Linked DNA regions of Mus musculus: region 1 is linked to region 2. Evidence: chromatin contacts called from public HiChIP or PLAC-seq data. All regions are on one chromosome and are shown on one strand. Each heading gives the region's core, a stretch centred on a gene start, on an enhancer-like site or on the middle of the called end of the contact. The rest is flanking DNA. Distances are from core to core; before and after follow the strand shown.

Evidence for each region. HiChIP or PLAC-seq counts read pairs in DNA pulled down with a chosen protein or histone mark.
Region 1: an H3K27ac HiChIP or PLAC-seq map of embryonic stem cells shows a contact between it and region 2, with 2.1 times the contacts expected there. The contact joins two enhancer-like sites. A contact is called at or near these places in 2 of 39 promoter capture datasets (liver and pre-B cells), 1 of 115 datasets of contacts at active chromatin or transcription factors (embryonic stem cells) and 2 of 9 other capture datasets (adipose tissue and embryonic stem cells).

What each region holds. Positions count from the first base shown.
Region 1 is chr3:102,604,184-102,607,549 of GRCm38.p6, forward strand. No RefSeq gene overlaps it. Among named protein-coding and RNA genes, the nearest start is that of Gm40112, 88 kb to the right of the region's middle. Within about 2 kb of position 1,303, at least 4 of the 459 cell types and tissues checked have an H3K27ac peak or open chromatin away from gene starts, as enhancers often do. A contact at or near this core is called in embryonic stem cells, where this site is marked.
Region 2 is chr3:102,213,172-102,216,728 of GRCm38.p6, forward strand. The region is part of intron 2 of Gm16160 (a long non-coding RNA gene); the gene reads left to right. Among named protein-coding and RNA genes, the nearest start is that of Vangl1, 10 kb to the left of the region's middle. Within about 2 kb of position 1,275, at least 16 of the 459 cell types and tissues checked have an H3K27ac peak or open chromatin away from gene starts, as enhancers often do. A contact at or near this core is called in embryonic stem cells, where this site is marked.

The sequences.
Region 1 (3,366 bases), core at 53-2,552, 390 kb after region 2:
TAGCCTGAAAGCAGAAGCAAGCTGTGGGGTTAAGATCTTCTCCTCCAACATTTACCACTGACATGAATGCTCAGCTCGCCTCTCTTGGCCTCTCAGTAGCCACTGGAGCCTTCTTGGCAGCCTTGAGGGTTGCCATACCTTTCTGTTATTGTCTCTTGAGCTACAAATTCAACACCTAGCACAGAGAATGACAACAGGAGTTTGGTAACTATTTCTGTGCTTTACAGAATCCAAGAGGACTTCTGAGACTTTTCTCTTCGTTGTTTTACTTAATAAAGTATTTTGGATTCTGTTTTTGAGATAGACTTCTGTAGCATAGCTCAAGTCGGCCACCTCCTGCCCACTCTGCTGAGTCAGGGGGTAGCAGCTACAAGCCACCATGTCCAGACAATCATATGTTTCTGTTTTTAGATTGTATGAATACTTGTCCACGTGTGTGCTCATGTATGCAGGCATGCACATACACATGTACACATACCTGTGGAGACCACAGGATGACATGGTGTTTTCCTCAAACATTCTCTACCTATCCTGTTTTTTTTTCCTAAGGCTATGTAGCCCTGGCTGACCTAGAACTTGCTATGTAGACCAGGCTGGTTTGAACTCACAAAGATCTGCCTACCTCTGCCTCTAGAGTGCCTTTTGAGTGCTCTATTTTTTGACACACGGTCTCTCACTGAACCTGAAGCTCACTAACGAGGTAATGGTAGCTGACCAAGGAGCCCCAGGGATCATCCTGAATCTGCCTCCACTGTGTTGATTTCGGGCATGGCACAGCCTTCCAGCTTTATATTGGTTCTCCTGTTATACAATCAATTAGGATGAACAAACTGAACCTCCTACCATTTAACGCTCTGATTCCAAATCACAGAGCTAAATGGATGGAGCTGAGACTCAACTGAAGTCTCCTGGAATCTGGTTCCACGGCGTGGCTGGGCAGCAGCTCTCTCCAGCCATGTCTCCTTTTGAGAAAGTGGAGCTAGAGTGGACAGGACCTAAAGGACCTCACAAAACAGAGACACACTGAACACTGCGGGTGCTTGCCCATGGCCTCCTTCCAGCACCACCACCCCAGTCCTACTAAACCCGCATCTCTGCGTGTGCATTCCCAGAAACCTGTGAATGTTGTTTCTGGAATGGTCCTTAGGCACACTAATATCTGAGGACCTTTTCCTTAACTCAGCAAGCAGGTTTCTGATGCCAAAATGGCAGATTCGAAGAAAAGTGTTGGGGGTTGGTCTGGTACTGCTTGTATTCATATGCTAAATTCTGCATCCCAAGATCTGGTTGTCCCAAGACCAGACAACTCCCATGCACACCAACCTTTATTATGCAAACGTTACTCCCTAATTTAAAACTATTGGTTAAATAAAAACTGGCAAGAGCCAATTACTGGGAGAATGGAGAGTGGTGGAGTTTGGGTTACCAGGCTGGGGGTTGTAGAACAGGAGGTCTCCATTAGTCATGATGCACCAGCAGCAAGAGCCCAAATAAAATGCCTCCCCAAGACCCCAGACTGCAGGAGCAGAAATAACCCAGGAAGACTCAAACAGCAAGTGTTGGGGGAGCACAGCTGGGGAAGCAGCCAGAGGAGCATAGAGGATTAGATTAGGGTTAATCCCCCAGTAATTGTGCAGAGCCTGATAAATACATCATAGCTTGAATCTCATTCATCTGAAGCTAGACAAGGATAAGTTTAGTTCATATTAATTTACAGAAAAGTTAGAGAGCATCTTCTGTGCCTCCACTTAACTGTGCTCCCTGCCTCCCCTCTGCCCTCACCTCCTCACCCCTCCCCGCCACAGAGACCCGCTCTGTGTCTTCCTCTCCTCCGTCCCCGTGTTCTGGTTTGCTTGATGTTGCTAAATATACTCAAAAAAGGAAAAGAAAGTGTAAAAAAAAAAGATATTAACGAAACACCTTCAAAAGCATGTCTCCTCTGAGGAGCACTTCCCTCCCACCCTTTTTTGCAAGAATAATACATTATCATCCATGTAAAATCAACGACACCTGGATCGTTGGCTGGTTTTATTCTCTTTCTGTTTGAATGTGAGGCATTGTGTACAACCAGTTCCCTCCTGGGACATGCCTGGGATGCAGTTCCATCCCTCAGCTCTTTAATTAAAGTCACAAAAACATCAAGAGGGTCTCACCCTTATAAACACGAAAAAAAACTTTCCAGGAAATGGCTCTGTGTCTTGTGTTAACAGATGTCACGGGGTAGTCGGCATGGAGGGTGTTGTTTTAAAATTCTCAATCTGTCTCGCTGGAGTTTTTCCTTAGATGGTTCCTGGATAGCATCACGCAGTTGCCTTTTTTAACGTTCACATCCCTTTATTTAGCTTTTCTGCCCTGATTCACCTTGAACACTTGTGGATTACAAACAACCCCCAGATCTGTGCCTTAGATCTGTGCCGCCATCATCACTGCCAGTTAATTTCTCTGGGTTGGGCCTTGTTCTCATTTGCCTCTGGATGCTGAGAGGGGGAATAGCTTGCTACTTAAGCAGACGTGGGTGAGTCTTTCTGACCTTAAACATCTGGGTGATAAGTGGGAAAATCTTTTAATCAAATACATAGCATGATAGTGACACACGTCCAGACGCTCAGGGGAATTTTTTTAATAGAGGTTATCTTTGAGTTACATGGCTTCAGTGCCCCTTAGTATTTGTTAATAGCAGGCTGCTTTGGGAGTATGCATCCTTCTCTCCCCAACTGGGGCTAAGTCCCAAGGGAGAGCTATGGGTGCCTTCACCTGGGTAAGGGGTGGCCATTATAAAGGAGACTTCCTGGAATCAGGAGAGTGAGAAGACTCATTTTTACAGAAGGAATCTTCTAGAATCTTGAAGACGTGTAATTCTGAGTTGGTCCATGATCTATCGAGTTACCTATTTGGCCACTGATAGCTAAAGGTGGAGAGAAACATCAGAGGCGCTGGCTCCTTTGGGGACTGTGCTGTGGTGGGAGGGATGCCTCCTCTCCGATGCTAAAGTCCTGAGATGGTTCTGTCACCTTAGCATGCATTCAAGTCACAGAATGGCCACAGACTGTCTACATGTGTCATAACAAAAGCAACATGGCAGTAAATGCATGGTGTCACAGGCTTGGCCACATGAAAAATGGAGAAGATGGAATGAATGGGTCCATCCAGATGGTTGAGCAAGTAAAGCTACTTGCTTCCAAACCAGATGACCTGAGTTTGATCCCAAGAGCCCACATGGTGGGAGAACTGATCCCAGCAAGTTGTTCTCTGACCCTCTTATGAATGTCATTGTACAACTGCACAGATGCACAAATAGTACTAATGATAAGAAGAGTAGTATATTATAATGATAATATCATAATTTATGATGATGATGAAGAAAAC
Region 2 (3,557 bases), core at 25-2,524:
GCCAGCCCTTTGGATGCCTGGATGATTCTCTGCAAGTCTAGGCAGGCAGGCCAATAGGCTCTCAGTCGCAGGGAGGGAACCTGATGCCAGGTGTGTAGATATGCAATCTCAGAGGCAGAGCCTTCCAGGTCGACAGGCAACCCCTGAGCTTGGCCAGCTTTGTTATCACTGAAGAGTAGGAGTCAGGCCCACGACAGAGGGCCCAACAAAGACACCAACCGGTGAACGTGTTCTGAGGATGCTAGGTATTTCCCAAACGATTCCAGTTGTCTGGACAGTGAAGGAGGTTATGTTCATGAGCCAATCACAGGCAGCACTGAGCTAGGCTCTGGATACTTTGTGGGGCACGGGGGTGGGGGTGGGGTGGGGGTGGGGGCTTTCTTCTTTAATGTTGATTTTCAATCAGTGAAAGCATCCATGTCTGCTAAGTATTTATGAGGAAAAACTTGAATAACTCACCACATGTAGTGTTAAGCTAATTATTTGGATTAACAGCCAGTGGCCTTATTTTCCAAGGGTGAGACTAACCTCTGGAACTATTAGCCCAGCTCAGACTCCTGCTGTGTAGGAGACTCTGACATGGAAAGAAGGCCTCGACTTCCAGCCCCCCCCCCCCCACCCACCCAGCAGGTCCATCCTTCCCCTGACAGATAATGTGTGGGAGGTGAGGTAGGCCAAATCTGAACACAGTAGGATAGCACAGCCATCTGAGCAAACAAGGTTGGTATTAATATCTTAATATCAGTTCTCTCTCTCTCTCTCTCTCTCTCTCTCTCTCTCTCTCTTGTTTTGTTTGTTTGTTTTGACAGGGTTTCTCCGTGTAGTCCTAGAACTCACTTTACAGACCAAGGTGACCTTGAACTCAGAGATCTGCCTGCTTCTGACTCCCAAGTGCTAGAATTGAAGGTATGTGCCACCACCACCTGGTCTTTCTCTCTCTCTTTACTGTTTTTTGTTTGTTTTTGTTTTTTGGTTTTGTTTTGTTTTGTTTTGTGTGTGTGTGTGTGTGTGTGTGTGTGTGTGTGTGTATGGCTATTTTGCCTGCATGTATGTTTGTGCACTATCTGCATGTCTGTTTACCACAGATGCCTCAGAAACCCTGGAGCTAGAGTTGCATGCTGTCCTATGGATGCAGGGAACTAAACTCAGTTCCTCTGCTGAGCCATCTCTCTGGCCTCTAGCCACACCCACCGCTGCAAAGTCTGTACTCTGATGTCTTGACACCTGTGGCCCTCTGCCTCCTTCTCCGGTTCCCATGGAGCTCATTTTCTCTGGACCTCTATTGTCTACTGTAAGCACCTCAGGGCCAAGGGCCAGACAAGCAGAGATAGCCCTTATCCTGGAGTCTGCTGGAATTATTCAAACTAGCCTATCCCGTCCTGTCTCACAAGATCCTCCTCCTACAGGAACCACAACAAAGCCTCTTATCTGCATTTCTCGGGACAAAACATTACTCAACAAGAGGGAACCAAGAAACCAGGTGTGAGACAGCAGCAGACAGCCATCTCTGAGAGACAGGAAGCAAGCAGGCAATCTCAACCATTTCTCCAGCTTTCTGCCTAAAGCAGTGGTTCTCAACCTTCCTAATGCTGTGACCTTTTAATAAATATGTTGTTCCTCATGCTGTGGTGACCCACAATCATAAAATTATTTTCATTCTAATTTTGTTACTGTTATAAAACATAACATAAACACCCATATTTTCTGATGGTCTTAGGTGATCCCTGTAAAAAGGTCATGAAGAACGCCACGCCCATGAAGGGTCGAGACCCACAGGGTGAGAACCCATGGCTTAGCTCTTGGCCTGAGTTGCAGGAAGTGGGATGCTAAACAGTCCAGTGCTCTTTACGCTGAGGAGGCAGGGCCAGGACTATAGAGCAGAGTGTCAGGTGAGATGGCTGCAAGGAAGGATTGCCTAAGGGTCTCCAGGGCTCCCTAAGATATTCCACCCAACCCAAAGTGTTCAGTGCAGGTGTAAGAGGAAAATGCCCTCCAAATGGCTGAGAGGCAGCAATGCATAGAACTCAACAGGGGAGTGGATAATCTGTGCATAGAAAGGCTGTAAAGCCTTAGCATATGTAGGGCAGTGGAAAGGTGATGAGAAAAGTCTGGCCTTGATGGTGGGCCAAAAAAAAAAAAAAAAAAAAAAAAGGCTCTGAATTAAATGCTTCCCTGCTTGTTCTAGAGAAGGCTTCAAAAACCTGGAAGTGTCACACTATCCCAGTACTTTTAATCATAGAACAAAGTTCTTGTCTGCTTACAGACCATTCCACTATGTTCCTCCTAGGAACCTACCACAGCAAATATAGAGAACTGCTCTATATGTCAGCCCCACTTCTACCACACACACTCTCTCTGTTCCCATGTGTTCCTGCCTCCCCCCCCTTCTGTCCTTTTCTGTCCTGCCCTTGCTTTCTCTGCCTCTATACCTTTTCCAAGTCCCCACTCCCTTCCCTTTCCTCCCCTCTCCTCCCCTCTCCTCCCCTTCCTTTCCCTTCCCATGGTAAACCTCCCTTTTATACTAGGCCTGTTGCATAGCGTGATTTCTCAGGGGGACACCTTTTGCATGGACTGGCCAGGTATTTTCTTACTCCCGCTGCATTATACCGCATTTATATTTCATAACAGTTCCAGAATATGTATGGAACATTGTACAAATTCCCAGCATCCAACAAGGCAAGTGTACAACGGACAGAATTCTGTGAGAAATAACCCAACTTGTAAAAAAGATGGAGAACAGGAATCCCAAGAAGGGAAAGTACAGCCATCGAAACCAGCCTAGACTGACAGAGAAGATGAGACTGGTAGAAACATATTAAGGTGGTCCTTCAGGTGCATTTGTGAGTGTTCAGAACACTCTAGGGAAGATTAGACAGGGCAATAAAGCCCCGGGAGGCATAAGTGTGCGAAGCTGAGCTTCTAGAGAGCCAAAGGAAGATGCTCCATTTACCCTTTGTTTTTCCTCTCTCCCTTCTTGTTTCATTATAGATAATCCCGGTTGCTTAGTCTCCAAACCTTCTGCAGTGTTGGATCTTCTGTTGATCCCATGTAGCAAATGTCTTCTTTCTGAAGTCTTCATTTTATTAAGAAAGATTGAAAAAAAAATGTTTCTGTGTCTGTGTTTCTGAGGATGCCTGCCATACTTTCACAGATACCCTCAGAGGCCAGAAGAGGGCATCAGATCCCCTGGAGCTGGGGTTACAGGAGGTTGTGAGCCACTGGATATGACAGAAATCCAACTCACGACCTCTGGAAGAAAACCAAACCTGCAGAGCTATCCCTCCAGCCATAGGAAAAAAGTATTCTTTCCGTTTAAACACAAGATGTCTTCCAAGGGTTGAGCACTCTCCCTAGCTGGGGACGATATTCTCAGAGGTTCTGGGGACTGTTTGGAGCATGGGTGGGTAGGTGGAGGAAGTTGGTTTGAAGATTATGCCATTGCCCAGTCCTTTCATTGCTCTTTGCTTCCTTCCTGCCCCCTCTCCCTCTGCTTGTCCCGATCACCATGAAGTTCTGTAGCATTACAGGTCCAGGATCAACAGAGCCAAGAGCTATGA